Regions from separate parts of the Rattus norvegicus genome. Here region 2 is linked to region 1. The links are chromatin contacts, called in public Hi-C maps. All regions are on one chromosome and are shown on one strand. Each heading gives the region's core, a stretch centred on a gene start, on an enhancer-like site or on the middle of the called end of the contact. The rest is flanking DNA. Distances are from core to core; before and after follow the strand shown.

Region 1 (2,662 bases), core at 58-2,557:
TCTGCAAACAGTCCTCTGACACATCATTTAAAAACCAAGATGAGGCTTTAATATAACGTAGATGCACAGAACGCCTAGATCTGAGCTCCCTCCCACAGGCTACTGTTGTGCAAGTGTCTGATGGGAAATGCAGCTGGAGTCAGTGGGTATTTTTATACTTTATAGTCCAGTTGGAATCCAATCTAAGAATCAGGGTAAATTTTAACTGTATTGTTCCCAGAAACTTGCTATCCTACACATTTCTCAGATTAGCTGAAAGAAAAACACAGGAAAAACATTCTGTGTTATTTAAGAATTACCGTAAACCCCTTAGTAATATGAAGCTATGAGGCTAAGTATAGAGGAAAAAAAATAACACTTCTATCTAAGTAAGATGGGATTCAACTTGGTTACTCTCAACTCTGAGATACAATTTTAGTAACCCCTGAACACTTTGACTGAATTTTATGAAACTGGAGGCTTATTGACCACCAGATGGAGCCAGTATTATTTTATTTTTACATAAAAATACCCTGGATGGTGCTCCAAAAAATGAAGACAAAAAATCCCAGGCTCTGGAAATTGCCAAAATGAAGTTTTACTCATAATAAAGTAAACATTTTAGGTTTCTCTGTCTAGTTTTTGTGAATGTTTGTGTATATATAGAAGATACTACTTCTTATTCAATTATTTTTATCATAATCCTGACATGTATCCTTTAGACAAAGTAAGGATTTATATTGTGGTTGTGTGATAAATATTATGTGACTTTTTATGAAAAATGGTAAATTGTGGATTGCATTGTACAGTCATTTAGATATCACAGACACTTTCTATTATAATTATTGCCATGACAGATTTCAAAAGAAAGGGCGTGTGGCCGGGTGGGAGAACTGTGTCTTTTGTTCCCAGCAGCTTCCTAAGGGAGAAGGTGAAGATGGTGAATGGTTGCAACTCCTGCAGTTTGTACCCACAAGACCTGGTGCCATAGGCATTTATCAGTGATAACTGCTTCAAGTTGACTATCAATTTAACAAGAGTCATAAATCTGATAGATATATCCTTATAACTCGATATAATTAATCAACTGCCTATTGAAAAAGTCTATATATTCTGGGACTCTAGGACCTTGAACAGTCCTCAAAGACCCATTCTGTCCAGCAAAAGGAAAGATGACTGTAGACATTGTTGTAATTTGATACCTTCAAATGATCATTTGTCCCTGTTGCTATTACTGTTTACTGTCCACATAATACAATACAAGGCCTATGCAAGGCTAGGGACAGGCTGTGAATTTACACCTGAAACGCTCCAGACAAAAGCAGTTATCATACTGTGCCCCTTGGACTTACGGTCTGTGTTAAAGGTGTGAGCACAGGGGAGCTGAGATTAGGGGCAATGTAGGAACAACCGTGAAAAGGGTTTGCGGACAGGAATCATTTGAGGAAACCTACTATGTGGCACCCTCTTGTACTCATTCACTGTCCATGCAGCCATATCTTTGAAACTAGAGGGGAGTATGGGGCCTCTTTTTATATCCATTTTATTTACTGGATATGGTTGTGTTACCTCATGCCTTGGCATGTTCAATTACAACTTTCCTTTTCTTTTTGTTTCTCTCTTTCTCTAACAACTAAGATATTTAAAAGTTCATTATTTTGGAGCCAGAGTACATAGCTGTAATATACTGCACTCCCATCCATCTATGAGATACATGATTTAACCCTTTGTTACCTTAATGTACCAATCAACAAAATGGGATTAATAGCATGCCTTTTTTTATACAGTTGTTGGTTGTAATTCACTTACTAGTGTTTGGCACATAGTAAGTATTTACTTTAAATGTTTATTATCATGTTACTTATTTTTAAGTGTGACACTCTTCCTGGATTTAAGTTCTGATAAATTAAAATTTTGATGAAAAATATTTTGTCATTTCCAGACTATATGATAAACACAGTTACACATTAGTGGACTCTGTCCCTTTGGCTATTCAAATATGTTTACTAGTGTTATTGTATCACCTTCAGTTACAAAAAGGGTTTATTTATTATGGAAATTTAACAAAATATTCTTTGAGGTGATGGATCCAGAGCCACTTAAAACCATTCTGTAAGTAGGCTTCCAGCATATATAAGCCATTGCTTGCTTGCTTTGTTTAATGTATGTGTTTGTTACTTGTGGACAGAGCTGCTAGCTCCTTGAGTTCTGGTCCCAGAGCCATAGAAGATATAAACTCTTTTATCTCTAGAATGAAGTTTATAGGTTGATAGCATGAGTTTATTTGCTAGGTAGACAAGAAATTCAAATGGAAAAGAAGGTTACATTTACTCACTAGTTTATAGAGAGAGGGATAAGGACGTTCTCTGTAACAGGTAAAAACGATAGTATTTCTCTCCTCTTATTATAGTTGGGTCATAAGTCGAGGCTGTGACTCCCATGGAACACTGAGTAACTTTACTCACTTAGCACTTAGTTGCATCATCTATAAGCTTAGAACTTAGACTGAAAGAGGTCTCTGCTTGCTGTCTGGCTCTGGTACTCAAGGTGTGAGGGCATGGTTCTGGTGATGCTCCCTGAGCCCTGTCAAGAACCTGGACTGCCTTTGTCTCATAGGGAGCTAGCTAATACAGTTACATTCTTATTCTAATGCTATAACAGGAGATATAGTGGTATTCTACAT
Region 2 (2,662 bases), core at 78-2,577, 130 kb before region 1:
ATCTTGATGGTGAATAATGAACTGAGACTATAGTTAATGAGGAGACTGGTTGACAGATGGTAGTCTGTGGCAGCTAAAGAGACTGGTGAAAGCTCTGACTTAAACAGACACTGCTGGTCGTGGTTTGTAGACGGTACAGCCAAAGGCAGAGTGCTAACCAGTTTAACAGACCCTGCTGGTCATGGTTTGTAGACGGTACAGTCAAAGGCAGAGTGCTAACCAGTTTAACAGACCCTGCTGGTCATGGTTTGTAGACGGTACAGTCAAAGGCAGAGTGCTAACCAGTTTGCTTTGTGCTGATTTCATCTTCGAGCCTACGTTACCTCCCCAAAGCTTAGTCACCACACAGCATCATCTTGGGGTTTAGGCATGCAGGATCGGACATTGGAGAGCCACTAATATTTGGTAAGGAGAGAGGAGAGGAGACTAACAGACATTTATCAGTGTCTGAGCGTGAGAGGTGGTGGCTACCTAAAGGGGTTCTGGACTCTTAAGGGGAGAAGTGTGAGTCAGAGGCATGTCTGTCCTGTCGTCTGAGGCCTAGTTCTTATGTGACTTCTTAGATACTTGCATCCTAGACAATGTCTAGTGAAAGTTTACTTTTGACATACTGTTAGCACACTTTAAATCCTAAATCACTACGTTTATGAGTACTTTGTACATTCACAGTATTAGGAATAAAACCTTTATTGAAGTACTTGTAAGCCCTCTAAGGAAAGTAAATTTAGGAAAATTAATTCTCTAAAAGTGCTTTTAAATTTAAGGTAAGAACTTCACATGGCAGAAGGAGAAAACTGATGCCCAAAAGTTGTCCTCTGACTTCTGTATTTGTAGAGGTCATTTAAAACAAATGTTTATTATTAAGTTTTGAATAAATATAAGCATTATGAATATTAGTTGATTTTAATCTTTTCTGTAAAGTAATTGATAAATGTTCCTAGAAATATGAAGCAAACATTTATTTCTAACTACTTCTCTCTTCACTCAAAGGTTCTGTCCATGCCCTTCACTCCCTCCCATCTCTGAAGAGGCTCTATGATGAAATGAGCTCGTCAGAATTCTTGGTATAGGCTCATAAAAACTTAAACCCCATTTCTCCTCATGTGTGCCCAAGGCTGGATAAAGGCTTAAAATGTTCACTTTCCCTCCTGTCAACCCAAGCTGGTTGAGTATCTCTGGAAGTGGAAAGTTTTAGCCTAAAGCTTAATGTAATGAGTTGTGTTTGCCTGTAGGTGGCACTCAGTGGCTACAAGTTAGTCATGTAAAAGCCAATTGAGTTTCCTGCCCTGCTTTTTATTTCCTGCATCCGTGTACTGATTCAAAATAGCTAGTTAAACATTAGCATCAGATGGAGGGAGAGACCAGTCAGATACCATTTGTTGTAACGATTGCAGTCATACGAAATCACTGCCTTTCACGGTGTAGTTTCTGTTCTGCAGGAGCAGTACCAAGTAGTAAGACACAAGTATTAAAGTTGAGGAAGAAGACCTTATGAATTGGTTAAGCTTTAAATTATGAAACATATTAACATAAAGTCAAAAGTGATATATTCATAACTCCTGAGGGCTGGATGAAAAATAAGCTAACACTAAATTTAGTCCCTTTCATATTCCTCTGTTGAGTTTACAATGTTTGACTAGGATGTCTCGTGGAAGTTTGAGTGATTTCCCCTGTAGGAATTCTAGCCCTCTCAGGAAAATGTTCCGCAGACTTTAAGGTTGTGTGAATAGATACACATATCAGAGAGATGGGCTACTTTTGATTGAAATCACACTTAGAAAGTTAAGTTTTCCATGGTATATAAGTGGTTTTCTTTCCTTTACAAATTAAAAAAGGTAACCTGGTAATTACATTTCAAAAAATAAAGGTAACACATTAAAAAAATGACAATATAATTTTTAAAGCATAGTAAAATTTAAAAGCTCAAATCACGTGTGCATTCTAGCAAGTAAACTTAGAGCTCCTGAAGTGTGGCTTCCAGATGTCCCCACCATGATCTCAGTACCTTACAGGCCAGGATGGAACCGAGCAGTCGGAGGGCGCTTCCTCCTCTTACCCTAGTGCTGTGGAATGAGGCAGGGAGTGGAAAGAGGGAAAGAAACAGAAATACCTGGCTTAAATTCTGGATAATTAGTCTACATATAAGACTTGTAATTATTTCTTTGGTCTGAAGTAATAGTGGTCTAAATGTGTTTTCAGCAAACATTTTGGTTGGACGCAGATATGAAGGTCTAACTCGGTCCTGCTTTTAATAATATCTGCATATGTAAGAGCTGTTATGAAACATAAAGATACAGGAGAAATGTTTTCTGTCTGCAGAAGCTCACTCTCTAATTGGTGTTGTTTGGATGCTTCTCCAGAGTTCACTTGTAGCAGTATTAGAGATGGGCTCTTAACGATTAGAGATCGTTAGGGCCCGAGGACAGTCACACTAATTAGTGTGATTATTCAAGGATGGGTTAGGTATCTATCTTAGCATTGGATGCTGGTAAAAGAGTTTGCTCACTTGGTCCTCCCTCACACACTCATGCTCTTGCTTCTGTCATCAGTCACCTCACCAGCTACACGAAACTTCAGTGTGGACCTCCCACACTTAAGGTCTCACGATCCAGCTTCAGAATGTTCTGTTCTCAGCAAACACAAGTCCTGAAAGTTCAAGAAT

What was found. A called contact is a pair of places that touch in the nucleus more often than the background predicts.
Region 2: a contact with region 1 is called in a Hi-C map of hepatocytes, with 2.1 times the contacts expected there. The contact joins two enhancer-like sites. A contact is called at or near these places in 6 of 12 Hi-C or Micro-C datasets (the A7r5 cell line, the Rat2 cell line, Schwann cells and 3 more).

Annotation. Positions count from the first base shown.
Region 1 is chr2:37,548,601-37,551,262 of GRCr8, reverse strand. All of the region lies in intron 11 of Cwc27 (CWC27 spliceosome associated cyclophilin), which reads left to right. Among named protein-coding and RNA genes, the nearest start is that of Cwc27, 160 kb to the left of the region's middle. Within about 2 kb of position 1,307, at least 1 of the 93 cell types and tissues checked has an H3K27ac peak or open chromatin away from gene starts, as enhancers often do.
Region 2 is chr2:37,678,561-37,681,222 of GRCr8, reverse strand. The region is part of intron 10 of Cwc27 (CWC27 spliceosome associated cyclophilin); the gene reads left to right. Among named protein-coding and RNA genes, the nearest start is that of Cwc27, 29 kb to the left of the region's middle. Within about 2 kb of position 1,327, at least 7 of the 93 cell types and tissues checked have an H3K27ac peak or open chromatin away from gene starts, as enhancers often do.